Regions from separate parts of the Sus scrofa genome. Here region 1 is linked to region 2. The links are chromatin contacts, called in public Hi-C maps. All regions are on one chromosome and are shown on one strand. Each heading gives the region's core, a stretch centred on a gene start, on an enhancer-like site or on the middle of the called end of the contact. The rest is flanking DNA. Distances are from core to core; before and after follow the strand shown.

Evidence for each region. Hi-C and Micro-C count contacts between places; a contact is called where the count stands out from the background.
Region 1: a contact with region 2 is called in a Hi-C map of omental adipose tissue, with 1.7 times the contacts expected there. The contact joins two enhancer-like sites. A contact is called at or near these places in 6 of 47 Hi-C or Micro-C datasets (embryonic fibroblasts, fibroblasts, omental adipose tissue and 1 more).

The regions. Positions count from the first base shown.
Region 1 is chr3:119,566,560-119,572,477 of Sscrofa11.1, reverse strand. No RefSeq gene overlaps it. Among named protein-coding and RNA genes, the nearest start is that of RDH14, 120 kb to the right of the region's middle. Within about 2 kb of position 1,752, at least 6 of the 83 cell types and tissues checked have an H3K27ac peak or open chromatin away from gene starts, as enhancers often do. A contact at or near this core is called in omental adipose tissue, where this site is marked.
Region 2 is chr3:119,304,252-119,311,009 of Sscrofa11.1, reverse strand. All of the region lies in intron 3 of LOC106509892 (a long non-coding RNA gene), which reads left to right. Among named protein-coding and RNA genes, the nearest start is that of RDH14, 150 kb to the left of the region's middle. Within about 2 kb of position 4,224, at least 1 of the 83 cell types and tissues checked has an H3K27ac peak or open chromatin away from gene starts, as enhancers often do. A contact at or near this core is called in omental adipose tissue, where this site is marked.

The DNA of each region.
Region 1 (5,918 bases), core at 503-3,002, 260 kb before region 2:
ACACTCAAAAATTGTGCTTTAGAAATGCTGCTTTGCAAAAGCCTACAAGATGATCAATTTTCTTTTCTTTTTCTTTCTTTCTTTTTAGGGCTACACCTGCAGCATATGGAAGTTCCCAGGCTAGGGGTTGAATTGGGAGTGTAGCTGCGACTTACGCCACAGCCATGGTGACAGAGGATCTGAGCCATACTTGCAACCTACACTGCAGCTTGCAGCAAGACTGGATCCTTAACCCATTTAGCGAGGATGGGGATCCAACCTGCATCCTCATGGATACTAGTTGGGTTCTTAACCTCCCGATCCACAACAAAAACTCCTTGAGAGGATCTATTTTCTAGACCCTCACCAGCACAACACAGCATCATTTAGAAACAACCATTTCAAATTTGATAGACAAATATAATATTGCTTGACTTTAATTTGCATTTTTGATCATTTGGGAATTTATGCATGGTTCTCTGAAATTTAATATGCGCATTTTGTGTATGTGTTCATGTCCTCTGCCTGTTTTCCTATTGCTAACTTTTCTCCTATTGAAACCTTCTAAGTAACTGCAGAGAAACAGTCTTCAGGTTGTTGTGAGCATTCGGTGTCCTACATAATGTGGGTATTGGGGCATCCATACCTTCTGGTTTCTTTCCTGTGGAGATTCTGCCCTGAACCTCCTCAACTTCTCTGCAATTGTCCTCTGGCTTGTGCCTTGAGTTAATTCTGGGATTGAGAAAGAGAAGGTAGAAAGTTCTGGATTTACCTCAAGGCTAAGTACCCATGAAGGGAGTGTTAGGAAATGAGACCTGAAAGTAAACTTGTGTTAAATCATAAAGACGTTGAAAGCGGAGGATTTTAGACTCTTCTCGGTCAGCAATAGGGAGCCTCCCATTGAGTTTTGAGTGGGAGAAAGACGCGAGGAAATGATGTGATTCAGAGTGTATCCAGCAGGTGGCACAATTGTAACATGTCTTCTGCCTGAGAGGGTCTCCTAGGCATTTCGGCTTTTGTAGGTAAAGTCCACGTGTGAAAAGGTACCTTTACGGAAACCTTCAGACTGGAATGATCTAGATCACTCTAGTGGACTGCAGTGGGATGGATTTTGCTAACAACTGAAAGAACTCTTAAACAGCATCTCTGTCCCTTTTTATAATATTCATGCTTTCTCCAAAAGCCTGTTTTTTGTTCACGTGTATCCAGTGCCTGTTGAGACCCAGTTCAGTGCCTTCCCGTACATTAGGCTGTTTCTTCAAATACCAAATGCTGTTTCTGACAAATTATTTTTCAGTTATTTAATGAAGGCTAGAGTAGTAACTTTCAGTTCTGAAAAGTTGGGAAAATATCAGGGCAGACGGAGCGCTGTACCCTGAACAATTCACTAAATTGTGGTCCGTTTTTTCATTCTTACCAGATACATAGCAGCCAGTCCAAATGATTAGATATTTGTTTTCTTCCAAGAAATTCTTCGTATCAGTTAAATGGTAATGAGAGAATACTGGGTATCGAGATCTATGAGAAAATTCAAGAATTCCTCCATTATTCTAAGCGCGATTTTAAGATTTGTATCATCTTTTGTCATTTGGTTCGACCTATTTGAAACATCTCTGCTTACATTTAAAGAAAAAAAAAAGATTCAGTACAAACTATTCAAGTCCAAATGTTTTTCCCTGAAACCTCAGTGGATCCCCTCTGAATGACAGCGAGGCACATGTTTGTAGTTGGGAATCTGGCAGCAAGGAGCGTGAGTGCTGATGGTCAGGATGTTCTGGTTCAGAAGTTAGAAAATAAATAATTCCTGAGAGGAAGGATTCTTCGGCTCTGGGCAGCTGATACGGCAATAAAATAAATAGGCAGTAAAAGACACTTCCTGTTTTGAGAGTTCACATTTCATATTGGCAAAGCGCATCTCTTAAATTCAATCTCATGCTTCCATAAATAAACCTGGCACCTTTTTAAACACTTTTCCATCTGCTGCAGAATGAGGAGTGCATTATTGAATACACCTCAGGGAGTCCCAGAAATGGGAAAAGACTACTTGTGAGGAACACACCATTGCAGTTGGCCTTGGCCCAGAGGAGCCATCAGGAGATTGTTTGAGTTCAAACCATTGTAACAAGACCCTGATGGTGTTTCCCCACCGCCTTCGGTTCTATGCGAGGCTGTCATGGCTGGAGCTTCAAACCAGGAGGAGCCAGAAATGGTCTTTCGGTTGAGTCAGGGTTAGACAGGTTGGCAGGATTCTTTGCTAAAACACCTGGGGTAGTTCTCATCCAGCTCCTGACACCTTCTTCAACATATTAATCCAGTTTCCCAGAATGGATAGAAAAGTCTGTCTACCTGCACTAGAACCCAGAAGAAAAGGTCTGATTCCAGACAGTAGAAAATCCGGGGTCTCCTTGGGTTGGCAGCAGTCAACTCTGAGCTCATCTCTATGGTCGGGAAAGCATGGGATAGGATCACACCTTCATCATACTAGAGAACCAGTATCAGAGAAATGATTCAAGTCTCTATTTTGCTGTTAACTTTGTGATCTTCGACAGGTAGGGAGATCATTGTAGCCTCAGAGCCTTGTGATAAAGTGAAGTAAAACCCATGAAATCAATTAGCACAGGGCCTTGTTCTTGGGCATGACATTATCTTATGTAGCCCCACAAAAGGAAATCAAAAACTCTGAAAATTATGACTGTGAGGCTTCCCCCATGGCACAGTGCACTAAAATCTCAGAGATTTTAAACTACAGGGGGAAATGTGCTTTTCAAACCAATGAAGGGAGTTCATGGCTCAGCAGTAACGAAACTGACTAGTAGCCAGGAGGATGCGGGTTCAATCGCTGGCCTGCTCAGTGGGTTAAGAATCCGGAATTGCCGTGAGCTGTGGTGTAGATCATAGATGCAACTCGGATCTGGCATTGCTGTGGCTGTGGTGTAGGCTGGCAGCTGCAGCTCTGATTCAGCCTCTAGCCTGGGAATTTCCATATGCTTCAGGAATGGCCCTAAAAAGCTAAAATAAAATAAAATAAAATAAAATAAAATAAATAAAATAAAATAGTAAAGCCAGTGAAAACTGGTAAGAAATTTGCCCAACCTCACACAGTGGCAGAATTAGAATTTTGATGCAGGGACCCTAGGAGACTCTGTCTTTCTCTCAGTCAAGGCACAGGAGCATCTGTCAGCCACTCTCCATGCCCAATGCCATGTTCGGGGCATTTCTGTCCTCCTCTGGCCACCCTGATTTACTGCTTCAGGACCTTATCTTCCTGCAACTTGTTGAATAGTTCACCCCACAGAGCTCCAGCTCAGAGCCTGAAGAGAGAAAGACAAACAGACTCAAGGATGGTTCCAGGGTGCCAGTGGCTGGCATTTCAGAGATAATTGAAGGCAAAAGCTGCCAAGGGCCTGATTGGTGCTGACTGGGGCCCTGAAGAGACAGCTTGTGCTCAACAGTGATTTACTATTGCATTATCGTTGGTACCGGCTTGCAGGCCTGCAATTAGATTGGACTGTGGTTGGAGTTGCTTTCAGGACTATCAGATCCCCTTAACCTTTAGCTGACACAGGCCTGTCTTTCTCCTTGAATATCTGGAGCTAAGTGCTCTGTAATTCAACTTGACTCTTTCTCTTCCATCTCAGCTCAAGGTTATTGACTTCTTTTCTTCGATGGCCTAAGTTGTCTCATTGCTTCTGATAAAATGGCACAGAAAGAATTAGACCTTGAACTGTGGGTTCAAAATAAGATGTCTTAAGGGAAAGAAAGTGAGGGCTAGATTACTACAAAATGCTGTTATTACAGAAACTAAAGAAGTGGTACACTTGCATTTTACCTAACTTTGACAAGTTCTTACTAAAAACGAAAGGTGAGGAGCTCCTTTGGTGGCTCAGCAGTAACCAACCGGACTATTACCCATGAGGATAAGGCTTCGATCCCTGGTCTTGCTCATTGGGTTAAGGATCCCAGCATTACTGTGCGCTGTGGTGGAGGCCTGCAGCTGCAGCTCTGATTCGATCCCTAGCCTGGGAACTTCCATATGCTGCAGATGTGGCCCTAAAATCCAAAAAAAGAAAAAAAGAAAGGTGAGCATGAAAGATGCTGCCTTTCCGAGAAACTGTGACTAGATTCAAGCTAACTTCCTATTCTGCCATTGGCCAGCACTATGGCTTTGGAAAGTCAGCTCTCCTGGCTGAGCCTCTGCTTCCCCATCTATTATTCAAGGAGTGGAACTGGATCCTCCTCCTCATTCCTCGCTGCCCTGATTCTCAGACATTTCTCATCTTACTGGGTTGGCCACCACCACTGTTGATTGCGTTTTTGTCTCTGCCCTCAAACCCCCCAAAACCCTGGGAATCACAACATTTTCAAATCTTTCACGGTATCATTGGAATCTGGAAGCAGCCCAGGGTCTTTTCGCAGGCAATGTGCCCTCACATTTGCTTCAGGAAACCTAATCACTGGGCTTTGTCCAGATGGCCATAGGATGATTTTCCATCTATGTTTCTTACGGCCTTGAGAAGCATCCTGATCTAGCAGCATGACAGCAAGAACTCCTAGCCAGAGCTCTCCAGACAGGCTGGGCTCCTGGGGCAGTGGAACATCTTCCTAGCGTCTTCATGCAAAGCTAGACTCTGTGCCCAGCACTTGCCTCTCCTCTGGGATCTCTCTGCACCTTTGTACACGATTCTACGCCAGCATGTGAGGTCATTTATTTGCACGTTTTTTTCCCCCAAGAGGCTGTCTGCTGTTTTCAGGTCCAAATGGAGATTGACGTGTCTGTATCAACAGAATCTGACACAGTAGACACAGTGCCTGGCCTTTGTCACACAGGAACTCAGTGAGGGGTTGAACATGAGATTTGCTCTGTGGGCAAGGAGCTCCCTTAGGACAGGAATCATGGGGCCATCAATGGGATAGAAGGGAGGGGATCTTGGAAGAGCTCCCAGCCTACTCTCTACCTTTCTCTTACCTGCTCTTGGAGGCTAGTGTGTGTGTGCCAATTTGACCATGAGGTCTACTGGCATTGTTGTCTCTAGGAGTCTCTGAGTCCATGTCGTGCTCTCCTCTAGAATTCGTTATAGGCCGTGGTGTTTATGCTGCTGCTCAGTATTTGCTTTTTTTTTTTTTTTAACTAAGTATTGACATCATGCTTCCTAAGCAGGAATTATCGCTCTCTTTGAGAAGTTGCAGCAATGGTTCTTTTATTACAGCCCTTGGATCCCCCTTTATTTCTCTTCAATTTGCTTCTGAAACGACACTCTGATGGTCCCATCTCCCTCTCTGACCTCTGAGCTTGCCTTTGTTTCGTTTTTTTCCCTTAGATTTTCTCTGAGGATAAGGAATCACCTTATTATTATTTATCATAATTTTCTTTAGAAGATCTTTTGTGATTAATTCAGTTATTTCAATATTTGAGTCATCTTGGCAATTTCATCGTTTATCCATGTTGTTAAGTTCTTCTGATTTATTACCAGGCTTCATCAGGCACATTTTCCCTTGTTCCCCACCTCAGTAGATTAATCCAAACTCATCTGCAAAGCTTATTCCAAGAAGCCAAATCTTTCCTAGTTATTTGCTCCCCTTCAAGGCTGTAGAGATAAAGGGCTGGTATCTTGCCAACTCCATCCAGTATGGCTGGTCAACCTATTTTAACCCTCCCCGGATGTTCACACTGCCAGGTGTGAGATATGGGAATGGTGGAAAAAGTGATCCTCCTGGAGAGGGTTCACATTTTCCAGGGCCCAGAGTTAGGGCAGGTTTTGAGGGGTCAGAGGCATACCTCAGGCCACTGGATGTATTATGCCAGCATCTGTCCCATTCTCTGAGCAAACCCTGTCCATAGCCTATAACATACAGAGAGCATTAGCCCTTTTGATCCAAGAGCTGCATCAAATCATTTTGACCCTTTGAGGAAGATATGTAACCTGGGCCAAGTGGAGCCA
Region 2 (6,758 bases), core at 2,975-5,474:
GACAACTTTTACAACTGCCAAATTTCTCAGAGTGAGCCAAAGTAAAAATTATAGATTTAAAGAAACACTATTTTGGAGTTACTGTAGAGAATGTCTTTGGTGTTACAATTCATGTTATTTCAGAAATAAGGGAGGGAATGGAGACTCAGACTATTTCTAACACCGTTTCTTTTTATTGGCTGCTGTCTCTAAAAGCTGTGATTTGTTAATAGTCCCTCTACTCATCTATTTAGTATCCTCAGGGATTATGCTGCTCTTTTTTCCAGCCTTCCTGGGAGATGGATTTTTTTTTTTTTCATTTCTTGTTGAATTTGGGAAACTTCTTTTTCACTCAGTCCAAACTGCTGCATCCCATTCTGTTTCACTGCATGCTAGTAGAATGAGAAAAGTGTTTCTTCTGGCCAGTGTAGTGTTTCAATGGCTTCTTTGAAGAGAGATCCCAGTACAGAAATCGATTCCTAGGCTGTTTATTTGTTTCTTTTCAAGTACCTTAGTCTCTTTGTCACACCCCCAAGCCCCTGCTTTTTGTTTAAATGCAGCATGATTAAGTGAAATTAGCTAGACTAGGTTTGGGAGCCTGTGCTCTATGTTTACTTTCCTATTCTGCCATTAATCTAACTACGCAGCTTTGGTCAGATTATTTATCTATTTCCTTAGTTTTCTTATCTGTTAAGTATAAATTAGTATCTACCTCATGTAGTAGTTGTGAGCATTAGAGACTCATTGTCTAATCTAGACCAGAGCCCTACATATGGGAGGGTCTCAATAAATGTTAATTATTATTATTATTATTAGTGTCATTCATTTATTTATTTAATAAATATCAGTTGCATGATTGCAATTGTGGCAATGGTGATAACTCATGATTATAGTAACTTGGATTTGCCCCAAGATTCTGACTAAAATACTCATCGCTTTGAAGGGAACATGGGTTTCAGTGTAGTCAAATGCCTTGAAGTTCAGAGCTAAGTGACCATGAAGCTTCTCTTGTTTAAAACACCATGACCCCCCAACCTTCAGACCCAGTAAGGAATTCCTGTCTAGTTAGTCCCCCTCATGCATGCTTCTGAGGCTCTTAGGCCAGTGTGTCTGGGAAAGTTTCAGGCTGGAGGCATCAAGGAGTATTAATGTGCAGATGTAGGATCTGTCAAGAATACGAGCTGTGGTGCAACAAAAACCACCTGCGTGGCTTGTGATGTTTTTGAAACAGAGTGCCGGAAAGAAGGGGCCCAGGGCCAAGAAAGGAAAACGGAGCTGTGGATTTGTGTGCAGCTCAGAGCACAGGCCCTGGAGCAAGAGGAGGAGGAACACTGCTGTGCTGCTGCTGCCCCACCCCCACTGCTGATTTTGTGTCATGTTTTTATGACTGATGGGCCCTGTCGGACTGAGGCATGCTGGGTTTGCTTCTGTGCATGTGGAGAAGGAACTAGAAAGGTCAGTGAGAATGGGTTATCCCAGTAGTGACTCCCCCATACCCTTTACATCAGGATATAATAGGAAGTTTCCAAATAGGAACACAAAGAGTCAGCTCATGAGTTGCCAGGACCTAGGCTGCATACCCCTCAGACCTCAGGAGCAGTAAATCTGGAAGGAAGGCAGTTCGCCTCCCAATTAGAATGCTAGCATAGGCCCTCTCCCACTACTTTTCTGAGCTTGCCAAAAAACATGGCAAGGATGCTGCCATAGGTTGGGAGCAGAGCCACTGCAAACAGGCAGCCATGTGCCTACCAGTGGCTCTGCTTCTGTGGGATGGAGAAGGTGCAGCTGACCGACTGGCTGGCCTGTCCTATTTCTTGGCTTCAAGAGAGAGCCTTTGCCAAAGCAGGCCTCATGGCTCTCCTGATTGTTTTTCAGAGCCATGAGTAAAAACTGGTTTTTCTGTTCCTAATTTATGCCATGAGAACCTTGACTGCAACTTAATTTGTGAGTTCCAGAATGGTAGAGAAATAGCTACTGAGGTACGCAGTGCTGGCAGAAACCTACAGTCAGAAACTGCAATTCAAAAAACTTTAGAAAAGCGATTTATTGAATGAAGGGTGATCCTAACAAAATCGTTCCCCACCAAGTGCCATAGAAAGAACTCCAGCCATGTCAGGAGCACCGAGATGTTGTGGACATTATCCAGGCTGAGGGGAACAATCTCCAGACCAGCTTTCCCACCTACGGTGCTATCATCATGCATTCGCCCGACACTCCCACATTTCCTTCACAGCCCTCCTGGCCTCCACAAGACTCTGCGTAGCCCTTGGTGTTCTGTCCACAGCAAGGGCAATCCCACCTGACTCCCAGCATTGGTTGATGAAAAGCCAAATGGATGGGAGAGAAGGAGCAGGGTCAGGGGTGTAGACAACACCTGGAGGAGAAGAGAAAACTCCAGAACCTGTGATCAGAGTGATGAGTTGAAGATAGCTCCGCCTCCGAGTGTTTAGCCTGGAAGTGAGTGCGTTGATGGAGAGCTGCATCGAATTTTTATTTGTTTTTTTCTTGAGATGAGCAGTTTGCAAATGTAGAACTCCAGAGAGAATACAAAATGCTGCTATGAAGAGAAGCTACTTGTTGCTCTAAGTGGAATATTTGCCTTTATTAGGAGAGAGATAACAAAAGCAGGATTTTTTCCCCCTAGAATATACACATTTAAATGATGTTGATTATAATAAAATTTCATTCATATCCCACAACATTTCTGTAAAGTGAGCAGGTAAGATGTTAGGTCTGTTTGGAGGAGGATTGGAATGCTCAAGAGCAGACATGTAGAATTAGTAAAACTGGGTTCTCAGTCCCCGTTTCTGAACACAAATCTAATTATTTTTCATTTGAGCTAACTTTTAATTTTATTTACCTGGGTACCTAAGCCCAAGACCTTCTGAAATAAAATATAATAATAAAATTCTTATTTTATTAATACACTTATTTGAGATAACACAAAATACTTCTGTGTGTGTTTGTGTGCGTGCATGCATATATAGGGATCATGTAACATCACATTGTTTTTGGTAAAGTTGTGTATAACCAGGAGGGCCTCTATCATCATTTTTGAGTAAGGAGATACTAAATAGGTTTGTAAATATCTAATCTGCTTGAAAGGAAGTAGAATTTAAAAGACTATCCAATTTCTAAACATTGATCCTTTCAGGTATGTTCTCATTATTTCAGTAAATGGCAATTAAAAGCTAAGGTAAGAATGGTCTCAAATTGTTATCTGTTACCATTAAGAGTAGTTTGCAGAGTTCCCTTGTGCCTCAGCAGGTTAAGGACCCGATGTACTCTTTGTGAGAGGGCAGGTTCAATCCCTGGCCTCGCTCAGTGGGTTAAGGATCCGGCATTGTCATAAGCTGCAGTATAGGTTGCAGATGCATTTTGGATCTGGTGTTGTTGTGGCTGTGGTCTGATTTGATCCCTAGCTTCCCCAAAAAAGAGTAGTTTTTTCTTGAATAACTACTATTAATCAATGATGTTGGTTTTTGCCTCACACTGTAGATGTGTGGCCAAAGCAAATGTTAATAAGTAAATGCAGGCATTTACTGCAAACCTACTGGGTGTGTTTCGGGCAGCATGTTAAACCCTGGAGTTGTAGCAATATTTACTTACCCCTTTCTTTAGTTGCTTTCCATAGCATCGGATTCTAACCTACCAGATGTCTTTCTATACTATCTACTTGTATTAGTCAGGATAGCTTCTGTTATAGTGTGGTAACAAACAGTCCCCACAACTCAACAGCTTATTACAAGGAAGTTTATTTTGTACTCACAGAAAAGTCACTAAAGGTTCATATGATTCTATAAAAGGTGTCTTCTGAACATTACTTCCATGATTCACTGTATTCTAATCTTTGTCATTTCAACATGAGACTTCACATTAGGAATTAGGGAAACAAATGCATTGATATTTCAGGCCTTGTCTTTCTCTTCTAAGTTTTGCATATAAGCAAAACATGTCAATTCTCATAGTCCCTAAGCCATTTTGAATGGCTCCTCTCAACTGTGAAGGCATCTAGGAAGTAAAGTCTACCTTCTATCCAGGAACAAGAAGACAGACTGATATCAATAGCCACTAGTAAGACCTACCACACTATATCGGAATTTGAAAGAATAAAAGAATCGGTATCAAGCACAAACAATAGCATATAGTAAGTACCAAGCGAAGAGCAAGCAGAGCTGGAGCAATTTATAGACTTACATGGGCTGAGGTGGTCAGGGAGGCAGAGCTAAACTGGGCCTTGAACCATAAAGAAGATCTGGAGATGGGAAGGGGAGCTCCTAATTGGCAGGAGGCTCAGAGAAGTTCTCAGAGAAAAGAACACAGCAGGCAAACTTTCCTCACATCCACTCCAGGTAAGTGATTCAGCATGGGCTGAATTTTAATAGTGCTAAGTTTTATAAGCAAAATAAATTGAAAAGTGAAAGTAAGCCAGACTATAGCAAAAACCCTGTGTGGAGCTGTGTCTGTATAAGACTCGAGTATACATAGTTTTACTGGAAAAATCTTGATGTACCATCTGTGCAATATTGATACTTTCCTGAAAACTACTCCCTGTAAGCCAGGGGGAGTGCCAAGGGCCGCATTATCCATCAACCGGTTTGGCCAATACTTAGAGAATCTCAGCTTCCTCTTTAAAAAAATGTTAAGTCAGGTTTATTGGAGCATAAGTTGTACACAGTAAAATTAACCCTTTTTCTGAGTAGAGTGCTATGTTTTTTAATAAATGAATACAGTTGTGTAACCACCAGCATAATGAAGACAGTGAACATATATATCCCCTGAAAAAGTTTCTTTATGTTCCTCTGTGGTCAGTATGCTTTCTCTACACCCAGCCTTCAGCTACCACTGCTCTGCTTTTTGTCCTTATAGTTTTGCTTTTTCTGGAATATTATATAATGGAAACATATAGTCTGTAGCTTTTTAAAACGTGACCTCTTTCATTGAGCATAATGCATTTGTGATACATCCATGTTGTTAACAGGCATCAGTAATTCATTTCATTTTATTGCTGAATAGTGTTTCATTCTATGGATGTTCCAGTTTGTTTATTCATTTACCAGTTGAAGGACATTTGGGTTGTTTCCCATTTGGGACAATTACAAATAAAGTTGCAATAAACTTTTCCCTCTAGATTTTTATATGAACATATATTTTCATTTCTTTTGAGTAGATAACTAGGAGAGGGCTTGCTAGGTCAAACTGTATGTTTAATTTTATAAGAAAATGCCAAACTCATTTCCAAAGTGTCTCAGCTCTCCTCTTAATTCCAGCTGCTCCTTGCTCTCATGATGCACTTGGGAAGTTTTTAAAGGTAATAATGATATTTAATCCTCATATATTTGCAAATTTTACAATTTACAAAGCACTTTCTACCCATTGTTTTATGTGATCCTTGTAGCATCCAGAGTAGGAATAATGCCAAATTTAGATGCATAAGGTCTGAGCTAGGCGATTCCAAACTTAGATACATTGTTTAGCTTTCCAGGCCTCAATTTGATTTGATTAATTTGATTTGAATAATGTGAATGATATCCACAGGGGGAAAGTATGGGAATAGATAATATGAGCTTAGTTTTGCTGTCAATCTTGTGTTTGAATCCATTTTAGGTTTCTCTCTATGGTATCAGCAAGTTACTTTGCCTACCTGAACTTCATGTGAAATGGGAATAATAATAACTACTTCATGGTACCATCTTAATGATTAAATAAGACATATATAAAACACAGAATAGAATGAATGCTCACTGCAGAGTAAGTTCTTCCTAAACAACAGTTATTGTTACTATGGAGAGAGTATGCCTGAAAGTGCTACACAAATTGCAAAGCTTTATATGAAAGTGAGCCATTTAGCAATTAATAAAATTAGAACTCAAGATATCCAATATTACTGCGTTTCTTGGTCATAACACTTCTAATGTGCTTGAATTTTAAGCCTCGAACTCTATCTAGCTCACCATTTGGCCTCTTTAAAATCTTTACAGGGATTGTTAAAATACTATCTCCTGTGAATCCAGACTGCAAGTCTATGTCATCATGCCCTGTATTGTCTTTGCTCTCTGGCTTCAGAATGCATTTATTAAGGTAGTTTTATGACCATGGAGGAAGAGAATTCATTCTTATGGCCACAAGGCATCTAGATGTCGAGGGACCCCTTGGCCTACAGCATTTGGGGGTCCATTATTGGAGCCCTGTCCTTCAGGATGTTGGGGCTGCTCTTGATGCTGCAAGGCCCCGAAGAGAGTGTGGCATTGTAGTTATCAGGGTCACCTGGAGGACCCTTATGGAGTTGAATTGAGGCAGGTTTTATGAGATACACAGACTATTTATTTTATTTCCTAAATGTGTGTACACATCCTTGCTCAGGTGCCACACAGACCTGTTGGGCTGGTTGTTACATGGTTAGTTAAAATAATTTGGGGACATGTTGTGCACATCGTTATTTGATTATGAATAGCTCCATTTATTTGTTTTAACTTTTCATCTTGAAATAACTTCATTAAAGAAAATGTGCTAAAATAGTACTAAAAACTTCCACATACTGTTTACCAAGATTCACCTATTGCTAAGATTTTGCTACATTTGTTTTACCACAATCTCTCTCTCTCTCTCTTTCCATATATGTGTATGTGTGTTGTGGTATGTGCATACGTGTGCATATTTTGTAATTTTTTTAACAATTTGGGAATCATTTGCATTCATCATGCTCCATAACCTCTTAAGACTTTTGTATGTAATTTTTAAGAAAAAGGATACTCTCATATGTAAAAACTGCATAGTTA